Regions from separate parts of the Mus musculus genome. Here region 2 is linked to region 1. A link is a contact called in public HiChIP or PLAC-seq data. All regions are on one chromosome and are shown on one strand. Each heading gives the region's core, a stretch centred on a gene start, on an enhancer-like site or on the middle of the called end of the contact. The rest is flanking DNA. Distances are from core to core; before and after follow the strand shown.

What was found. HiChIP or PLAC-seq counts read pairs in DNA pulled down with a chosen protein or histone mark.
Region 2: a contact with region 1 is called in an H3K4me3 HiChIP or PLAC-seq map of embryonic limb bud, with 2.2 times the contacts expected there. The contact joins the promoter of Clasp1 here to the enhancer-like site in region 1. A contact is called at or near these places in 1 of 15 datasets of contacts at CTCF or cohesin (the NIH/3T3 cell line), 23 of 484 Hi-C or Micro-C datasets (3T3-L1-derived adipocytes, the AML12 cell line, the G1E-ER4 cell line and 13 more), 9 of 115 datasets of contacts at active chromatin or transcription factors (the SCID.adh cell line, bone marrow-derived dendritic cells, bone marrow-derived macrophages and 4 more) and 4 of 9 other capture datasets (adipose tissue, embryonic stem cells, liver and 1 more).

What each region holds. Positions count from the first base shown.
Region 1 is chr1:118,341,792-118,347,085 of GRCm38.p6, forward strand. No RefSeq gene overlaps it. Among named protein-coding and RNA genes, the nearest start is that of Gm28867, 15 kb to the right of the region's middle. Within about 2 kb of position 2,115, at least 18 of the 459 cell types and tissues checked have an H3K27ac peak or open chromatin away from gene starts, as enhancers often do. A contact at or near this core is called in embryonic limb bud, where this site is marked.
Region 2 is chr1:118,385,970-118,391,244 of GRCm38.p6, forward strand. It overlaps Clasp1 (CLIP associating protein 1), which reads left to right and starts at 3,089. Exons shown (of 43, transcript NM_001359328.1): 1 at 3,089-3,552.

The DNA.
Region 1 (5,294 bases), core at 865-3,364:
GGGGTGCTCTTACCCACTGAGCCATCTCACCAACCCATAATAATAAATCTTAAAAAGAAAAAAAAAAGTTGTATAAACGGTTGCTGGACCATGGTGGCATATATATTTAATCCCAGCACTTGGGAGGCACAGGCAGGTGGATCTCTTGAGTTCAAGTCCAGCCTGGTCTGCAAAAAGAGTTTCAGCATGAGGGGCTATAGCGAAACCCTCTCTTGGGGGAAAAAAGAGTTGTATAAACTGATAACATGACCACTCTATAGTATGGCTCAGGGGAAAGTTTCTTTGGAGGTATGTAACAGGGAGAGAACGGCTAGAGGCATCTGGCATGGAGAAAAAAGAGCGGAGAAAGTAGACTGAACATGGCCAGTGGACTGGAGCTGACTGGCCAGGACTGACTGTGAGAGGGGAAAATAGCAGGGGAGAAAACAGAGAGAGAGAGAGAAGCAGGGCATAGAGAGAGGACTTGGCTGGAACAGCAGGATGATAAGGAGAATTTATAGCTGTGGGGAACGAAGCTCAAGAGCTGGAGTGAGTTTAGGGTGAGCAGGAGGTAAGGTGGGCTAGGACGCTGGCAAGGACATTGAAGTGAGTAGCAGGTACTTGTGATAGCAGCATGCGCTTTGATACGCTGATAAGCACCACGGGTCGCCATTTGTCCATGACAGAGATAAGGGAAATGACTCCTTTTGGTAAAGGGGACCTGAGCTTCACAAGTTCCCAAGGAGTACTGGCTTTTCTCTAGCCACCAGAAACCCTCTATGGTCAAGGCTGAGCACGGTTCTGAAGGTTTGGGCTGTCTTTGAAGTATATGGAATTAGAGTTTCCCTCAGACCTGTCAGAGGTCACAGATTTTACTGGGGATGGGGTGGGGTGAGCAATGTGTGGGAGGCTGAGATCTGTCAGAGGTCTTCCTCAACCACTTTCCATCTGTGTGTGTGTGTGTGTGTGTGTGTGTGTGTGTGTGTGTGTGCACCTGGGGGGAGGATGTCCTTTATCATTCTCTACCTACCTGTCTCACTTGTGACTATTTCTTACTGAACCTGGAATTCATGTTTTTCCAGCTAGGCTGGCAGCCAGCAGGCCCCATGTCTCTACTCCCACCCCCACTTCGCTGGAGTTATACGAAGTTATAGGTTATAGCCATGCCTAGCTTTTTACATATTACTAGGCGATAAGTCATTCTCCACCAACTAACAAGCCAAAACAAAGTCTATAAAGGCAGGTCCATTGGGAAGCTGTTCTCAGGCAGGATCATTGGTCCCAAGAACTGAGAATAGTAGTGTCACCATGGCAAGGGAGACAAAGCAGAGGGGTAAGAGAAAGAGGAAAAGAGTGTGTGTATGCAGGGAGAGGGAGAATACAGAGAGGAAGAGAGAGAAGAGAGATCAAAATGTCTTGGTTATATAGGGAAGAGTTTTGGGGGGGAGGGAAACCCCAACCCCTGGGCTGTAAGGTTTAGCATAGAGTGCCAGCTGGGTAGGCCGTCTATACCCTGTAACTTGTAGGGACTGAGTGATGCTGGGAGAACTTGAAGGTCAGGTCTGCTTTGGTTTGTAAAATATGCACCTCAGACACCTGGGGTCTAAATCCTAACACACAGCTCTTACTGAATGAACCCCCAGCTCCACAACACAAGGTTTTCAACCAGTAGATCTGCAACAACTGTAGGCTTAAGAATGTAAAGTCCAACCTAACACACAGTATTGAAAATTAAACTGTCATAGATGAACTCAAGAACAATGGGTACAAAGGCAGCAGGGGACTCTAGAACATTCTGAAAGTCAACCTAACGGGAAGTGGGAAACACACTCTAAGCCTTCTGTCTGGTAGGAGTTACAGCCTTTAAACAGCTTCCAGGAGGAAAGCAAGCACTTTCTGAAGTTGGGGTGGGGGAGGGGGAAGGGGTAGAGTTGGAGTAGGGGGTTGCCGGCACCTCCTTTGTTAGTAAACCACATGGCCAGCATACCACTGCCACCAGGGGGAGGATTTTCCTCCCTTGTGAATTATAAACACATCTTGCATAATTCAGCCCCTGGTCTGGTAGAACATTCCACACTGCTGCCTAGACGTCGGGGTGGGGGGTGGGGAAGACCAACAAATCACTAAGCAGGTATGTGTTGGTGAGGAATTCCCACCAAGCTGCAGGGACACTGGTCCTTTGGATCCACCTGGGTGCACTGGGTATAGGATTTCAATTAATTGCTCCAAGCAGTTGCTGCAGGGTCAGGAGGCAAGGGCTTTCTCTGATGTTAAAACAATCACTTATTTACCTGACCGGATTTTTAAGCAAACACCATGACCCCAGTGGCAATGTCCCTCTTTCTTTTCTCTTCCAAAAGCCTTGCTTTCAGATGATGGTGGTTGTGCAGGCCAGGATGGACTGCTCCATCAACAAAACAAACAGGTCAGGGGAGATGGCTTAGCCCAGTAAAGCATTTGCTGTGCAATCACGAGGAGCAGATCTCTATGTGCACATAAATGCTGGACTGGTGTGGTAATCCATCTGGAATCCCAGCAGCAGGAGGCAGACAAAGGAGGGTGGGAGCAAAGTGGCTAGTTTAGACCAGGTAAGCTCTGGGTTCAAGTGAGAGGTCCGGCCTCAATATAAAAGGTAGAGAGGCATCAAAGAAGATACATATGGCCAATTTTTGGTCTCCACATGCATGCACATGCATGGGCACACATACACACCTGCACATGTACACATGTGCACTGCTGATGAAATAAGACAATTCAAGTCAAATTAAAAGTTAAAAAAAAAAAAAAAGGCAAGTTCATTGGGAATGGACTGCCAGGTGAATTCACTAGCCTCAGGGGACTAGACCAGAAAAAGTGCAAGGCAAGACCCAAAGGCTGGTTTTTTTTTTATGGGTGGTGTTAGCCTTCCTTCTAGGTTCCGCCCAACAGTTACCTAGCAACTGCCAGGTAAGCCTAGCTTGCTATAAAAGGGGCTGCTTGGCCTCTCTTCTCTCTCTGCCCCTTTTCTCTCTCTTCACTCTCTCTCTCACCCCTTTCTTCCTCTCCCCACCACGTGTTCCTGTCTTGCCTCTTCTCTTTCTCTCTTTCTCCCCTCTTTCTCTGCCTCGACTCCCTTCTCAACCTCCCTTCTCATGCCCCCAAATAAACTCTATTCTATACTAGCCCTGTCTTATGGGTGGTACCTGGGAGGAGGAATGCCTCAGGATGGGCCCGCTAGGTACCCCCTCCCACTTACCAAATCTATCCTTGGTTCTACAAAACATATCAGATGGTAGGCAAAGGAAAATGATCTGTCAGCCATACACTGGCCTTAAGCCCAGTTATGGTCATCGAAGGGCAGGGGCCTGAGTGGCTCGTGACTCCAGGTGAAAGGGGTTGTGACAGCTGTCAGGAATGCAGAATTGGGCTTTTGTTACCTTTTTCTGTCCCCATGCTTTCATAGTGGCCCAGTTGGAGAGGGAGAAAAAATGGAATTTATGGGACCATGTGGGTGAAATGGAGTCTTTGCTTTTAACCCTGGGATGGATTCCAACATAAGACACCTGCACCAATATAAGAAGACATTTGGAGTAAGACTTCCATTTTGAGTCGGGGGTTTTTCTTAGTCAGGGTTTCTATTCCTGCACAGACATCACGACCAAGATGCAAGATGGGGAGGAAAGGGTTTATTCAGCTTACACTTCCACACTGCTGTTCATCAACAAAGGAAGTCAGGACTGGAACTCAAGCAGGTGAGGAAGCAGGAGCTGATGCAGAAGCCGTGGAGGGATGTTCTTTACTGGCTTGCTTCCCCTGGCTTGCTCAGCTTGCTTTCTTATAAAACCCAAGACTACCAGCCTAGGGATGGCATCACCCACAAGGGGCCCTCCCCCTTGATCACTAACTGAGAAAATGCCCCACAGCTGGATCTCATGGAGGCACTTCCCCAACTGAAGTTCCTTTCTCAGTGAAGCTCCTGTGTCAAGTTGACACACAAAACCAACCAGTACAGGGTTGAATAAAGTTTACATTTCCAAGACCTCCCAGGGAATTGACATCCTACTTGACACAAAGGTCATGTACATGGGTAACTGAAGTACTGATTGGCAAGTTAAGACATGAATGTTAGGCAAGGAAGCTGAATACCCCAACCAATGGGAACAGGGTAAGTGTACAGAAAAGACATCATTCTAAGGAAATCCCCTGTCCCTCAATCCTGATTGATTGGTGGAACTGGTTTGTAGATTTCAGGCTTAAAAGCTCTGTAGGATTCTGACTAAGGGTGGAAGTTCAGCTCCCAAGTCTGTCCTGCATCCCTGATCTATCAGTCTTGCGGATAGGGGAAGGGGGGTGTTTAAAAAAACAGCCCTGTTTGAGACCAGTGTCTGAGTGGTTTGTTCAGTGATTCCCAGACCCTAATAGTAGTGCACACCTGCAATCCTATCTCTTGGAAGGTAAGGAAGATGGATCAGGAGTTCAAGGTCATGTTTGTATTAGTCTGGACTCTTCAGATGAACTGAAGCAATAGAATCAATATATATCACAAAGTGGGGAGTTGTTAAGATTGGCTTACACAGGGCTGAAGATGGAGAGATGTCTCAGCAGTTATGATCACTGACTCCTCTTCCCAAGGTCCTGAGTTCAATTCCCAGCAATGACATGGTGGCTCACAACTGTCTTTAATGGGATCCAATGCCCTCTTCTAGTGTGTCTGAAGATAGCTACAGCGTACTCTATACACAAAGTAAATACATAAATGCTAAGAAAAAAAAATAAGATTGGCTTACAGGTCAGTCTGTGTTGGTGCACACCTTTAATCCCAGCACTTGGGAGGCAGAGGAAGGTAGATCCCTGTGAGTCCCAGGCCAGCCAGGACTACACAGAGAAACCCAAAAGGATGGACCATCTAGAGATTGCCATATCCAGGGATCCACCCCATAATCAGCTTCCAAACGCTGACACCACTGCATACACTAGCAAGATTTTGCTGAAAGGACCCAGATATAGCTGTCTCTTGTGAGAGTAGGCAGGGACCTAGCAAACACATAAGTGGATGCTCACAGTCAGCTATTGGATGGATCACAGGGCCCCCAATGGAGGAGCTAGAGAAAGTATCCAAGGAGCTAAAGAGATCTGCAACCCTGTAGGTGCAACAACATTATGAACTAACCAGTACCCCGGAGCTCTTGACTCTAGCTGCATATGTATCAAAAGATGGCCTAGTCGGCCATCACTGGAAAGAGAGGCCCATTGGACACACAAACTTTATATGCCCCAGTACAGGGGAACGCCAGGGCCAAAAAAATGAGAATGGGTGGGTAGGGAAGTGGGGGGGT
Region 2 (5,275 bases), core at 1,839-4,338, 45 kb after region 1:
ACTTGCTCAACTACGTTCATGGCAGTTTTATTCGTAATAGCCAGAAACTGTAAACAGCCTAGATGTTCCTTGACTGAACTGATAAGGAAAATATGGTACATTTATACAATGGAGTATTACTCAGCCATTAAAACAGTGACATCATGAAATTTGTAGGCAAATGGAAAAGATCATCTTAAGTCAGGTAACCCTGAAAGACAAACATGGTATGTGTTTGGACTCAGACTTGCGACAAGGAAATGAGGTGTGTATTAACATACCAAAGTGTTCCTGGCCTCCAGCTTCTCCTAGTATCCCTCAGTCCCTACCTGTTCCATGGCATGTCTGGCATACCCTGCCCTCTGCTACCCCACTTCTCCCACATTTTCTTTCTCCCTGCATGCACAGGCTTTCTCTCTCGTCCCCTCTCTCCTTCCCCACAGTGACTTCCCTGGCCTTGTTCTTTGGGACCAGTGAACCTGTCTGAGAGTGGTTTCCCAATAAACCTGCCCTTATATATTCTAACTTGGCTTGAATTGGCTCATTTCACTGGTGGAGAATAATGTATCAGTATGTACATAATCATAAGTGGATATTAGTCATAAAGTACAGGATAACCATGCTATGAACCATAAACCAGGCAAATGTACAGTGAAAAACTAAACCAAAAAAGTCCCCAAACCATTATGACAGTGAACGTTTTGGTGTCAGTTTGCTAATTCTAAGCTTTTAACCCAGTTCCCTCCTTCCATCAACCCCACCAATGTCTAGTCCATTTCCTCTTCTCAGTGAGATCAATCACCCGCCTTGGGCCCTCCTTGTTACTTAGCTTTTGTTGAGTCTGTGGTTCATAGCCTGGCAATAAGCATTTGCACAGCATGCACAAGGCCCTGATTGATGCCCAGCACAGTATCCCCACCTTGAATAAACCTCACTCTTTTGTGTCCAGGTGTTTTCTTTCAATCTTCTTGTTCTCAGCAGTGAGCTGCCAGTTCTTAAGGCACTGTACTTTTCTGACCACTTGTGGGATGCACGGTTGTTGGGCCTCCCCTCAACCTATACGTAACACAGAACTTTGATAATTTCATCACTGAGCACAATACCTGGTATAGGTCTGTTCCTACATAACTGCTCTGTATAAATGAAGAGTACATTTAGCTTTCTGACTTCTGGGTGAGTCACTTTTTAAAATAGTTCTTGGAGTTCAGGGGGAGGTTAGTTCCCTCTTAGAGCAGTTGATTAGCAAGTGAGGTCCTATTCCTCCACTGCTTTGCAAACAATACCAAACATTCTTTTTTTTTTTCTTTTTCTTTTTTACTATGTAACCATCTCTAGTAAAGGTATGAGTAACAATATGAATCAAGTGTGGCTATCTTCATTTTGTTTCCAACTTTTCTATTAAACGTGACCTTTTAAAAAAATCATTCACTCATTTGTTCATTATTTATGTTTGTGTTGAGTATTTATTGAGCTTATGGGCCATAATGGCCATGTGGAAGTGAGCAGATAACTTGTTCTCCCCTTCCATTGTGGAGAACAGAATTCAGGTAACCAGGCTTGTCAGCTTGTGCCTTTATTCAGTCATCTTGAGTCATCTCCTGTGTCCCTAAAAGTAGAATCCTAAAGACAGACCGATATCCATGTTCACAACATTGTGTAGAATAGCAAATGACGAAAGTAGCCAGGGTGGTGAATGCATGTACTGACACATTATTCAGCTTTAAAGAGGGCACTCTGGACACATGCTACAACATGCACTGACAGCTCTGGAGTCTATTAGACTATGTGAAATGAACCAGTTATAAAAACACCAAGACTGGGCTGGAGAGATGGTTCAGCGGTTAAGAGCACTGACTGCTCTTCCAGAGGTCCTGAGTTCAATTCCTAGCAACCACATGGTGGCTCACAACCATCCATAATGAGACCTGATGCCCTATTTTGGTGTGTCTGAGACAGCTACAGTGTACTTACATATAATGAATAAATAAATCTTAAAAAAAATAAAAAGACCAAGACTATATGACTCCACTTTCAAAATACTCTCAGTATTTTAATCCATAGAAAGCAGAATGGTGGTAATCAGAGCTAAAGGTAAAGAGGAATTACAAATTAACAGGTGCATTTTTTGTATGACAAAAAGAAAGCAGAAGAGTGGCTACTTAACAATGTAAGTGCACTGAACTGTACAATAAAAACCAGCTACAACGTTTCTTTTGTTAATATGCACAAATTCCTTCCCATTGAACTTATCAAACTTTTCTTGGGTTTCTCTTTTCCTTTCCAGTTGACTACTCTCCACACATTGTTCTCCCAGCATACCACCCACTTCCGCTCGGCCCTTGACCCGGCGGTATTTCTTTCTAGAACGCGCTTCAGGGTTTTCCACCCACGGTTAGTAAACTTGCTTGCATTTACATCTTAAAGATGTTACTTTTTCTATATTCAATCACGAGTCCCGTCCTGCATGTGAATCCTATACCTTTTCTGCACCACACAGGTCTGTGATTGGCTTTATTGTTTTGGCTTGCCTTTCCAAGTCCGGAAGATCTGACGGCGTTATCACACATCTCCCAATACATACACATTCCCGCACAAAAGAGTCCCCATAAACACCCAGTCTTGACAGAGGAAGCCAATCCGACACTTTAAAAGTGATTTTCACCAGTGTACAACTGCAACACAAAAGCTCTCAAATCCAAACTGTTGGGTAGCACACGGGCGTAGAAGGACAAAACAGGGCGTCCTTAGGCTCCTTGAAAGTAGCGCTGCAATCTGCATAGCCCAAAAACCTCAGATATAACCTGAAGGCCACGCGGGACGCGAGGCGACGTTGTTGTGAAGGAACTTAGAAAAGAAACTGGCACACTCTCACACCAATCTCAGCAGCCTCCACCTCGCGCCCTGGCTCGCTAAAGCGCGAAGAACGGTTTAAAACCTGGGCTTCCGGTAGCAGCGCTTGTACGCATATTCAGGACAAGCCCAACGCGCTGTCAGCTACGGGAAGTCGCGGGGGCCAATTTCTTTCACTGAAGTCGCCCGGTAAATAGCGGGCACCCGTAACCCAGAAGTGAAAGATTGTTTAATTCAAGTATCAAACACCTCGACAATCAAAGGAAGTTCCGGCTGGAAGCGCTCCTGACTCCTCTCTAGCTCTTTTATCGCACAGCCTTCTCCTAGTCTTGCTCGAGTTTTGCTTCCTCTCCTTTAAAGGCTCTAAACATTCCTTAAATTCTCCTTGGTCACCTTTTTTTATTAAAGCACCTTTATGCTACGGGTCGCCATTCGGGTCAAAGGCAAAGGCGGCGGGACCTGAAACTTCATGCGGGCCCCAGCGCTGGGCGTTACCATAGAGAGGAAGCCACCTCTCTGGGCTGAGATTACAGTCTCTATGGTTCAGCCCGGCCGGTGGCGGTAAGAGGACACAGGGAGACCTCTCTGCGCAGGCGCATTTTGGTTTTTCATTTTTTTTTTTTTTTTTTTTAATCCCCGCACCAAGCGCTTAACCTCATTGGGGTGGAGGAGAAGGCGGTGGCTGTCCGGTCCGCAGCCGCAACAGTAGTGAATAATAGAACTGTAAGTACCGGGTTTAAGACGAAGAATGCTCAGAATGGAGTCCACTGGAGGGCCCTGCTTCTTTTCCGAGCGGCGGCGGGCGCAGGGTCCGGGTGGGGACGGTGTCCAGTGCTGTCAGCCGCTCTGGGGTGCACTTTTGGGGGAGGGGGCGGCCCTGGGATGGGATCTGGGTGAGGACCCAGGACGCGCGGCCTCCGGCTTCAGTTCTGATTGTAGGCTGCTTTGCAGAGGGGAGGTGGGGCGACTGTGGGGTCAAGCCTGGCTTTGTGTGACTGTCTCTTTCAGACCCCACCCCGGGGCCCCTTCCTGACCCGGAGTCTCCCCTGGCCGGCTTGGGAGACGCCAAAGCAGCCCCGGGATCTCTTTGAAAGGAACCGAGATTACACTGAGCGGGAAGGGGCTCCAGGAGAGAAAACCTCACTACAACTAATCATCGGCGAGTGATGGGTGTGGAGAAAGATTCAGAGGGAAGAAGGGGTTGTCGGGGAGGCAGGCCGGGCGGCCGGTGCCCCCAGCCTGGGCCAGACAAAAGCGGAGCAGCCGGGGCCCAGCGGGGTGCGGAAGGTCCCCTTGTCCCAGGAGGGCCCCTCATATAGGATCTTTGCGAAGCAGGGAAGAGCGGACAAGCGCTGAGTTAAGCCTGTGCAGCCTCTCCAACTTGCCTTTGTTGTTCTTCGGTATTGGCAGAGCCGCTCTGACGAAGATGAGTGTGTGATCTTGCACGTTGGTCTGGTTGGATACAATGGAGCGGATTGAATCTTGCTTTCCATTTTATGAGTTGCTTGGATGAGTGTGGGGTTTTCCAAAGTCAATCTCATTACATAATATATCTAGATTTTAAAAATAACTGTGTTTATTTCTTAAATTAAAAGAACAATTAGTTGGAGCCTTAAAGCATGTGTGTCGCATCCGGATGGATTTCTGTGCCGGGATCCGTTCATGAAACACTGACCTAATGGTGGAACCTGTGAGTTCTTTAAACCTGATACTTTAATTTGTGATGTGGCAATGAGCGCTTTGGACGCTCCAGTCCTTTGGGAGATAGTGATGTGGAAGGGTCAGGAGCGATGCCTTTGCATCTACCTTGTACCAGATTCAGGTGCCACAGGCTAGTATCAATTCTGGCCTTAGAGATGATAATTTTATTGTTATTCATGACATATATAGAACTCTTGTTATGAGGGATCCTAAACCGAATGGTCCGGTTTCTTATTCATGGAGTAGGAGCGAGAATGGCAACATTGATGCAGCGACGTAGAGATAGGGAAAATAACACAGCGCCCCAGAGAACTGAGTATTGTTTATCTTTTTTACTTGCTAAGAAAGACTTAAATTTTAATGAGCTGTTTGTTCATTCATCTTTGTAAAGTTGACTAATTGCACCCTTGTAGCAGTAAAACTCAAAATTTCAGTTTCTGTAAGTCACTGTTTATTATGGGCAACATGTAACTGTGTTAGTTTTTATTGTCAATGTGATACAACCTCCTTTCAACCTGAGAAGAGGGAGCTGTGACCTGGGAATTTCCCAGATTAGATTGGCCCGTGGCCATGTCTGTAAAAGCTTGTCTTTCTTGGCGGTTGAGGTGGAAGTGCTCAGCCCACTGTGGGCAGTACTCTCCCTAGGCAGTCCTGCCTGTATAAGAAAGCTAGCTGAGGCAGTCTGTTTTCTGTTTTCTTCTGCTTTTTTTTTTTTTTTTTTTTTTTATCTGAAGCCTTGAAACTC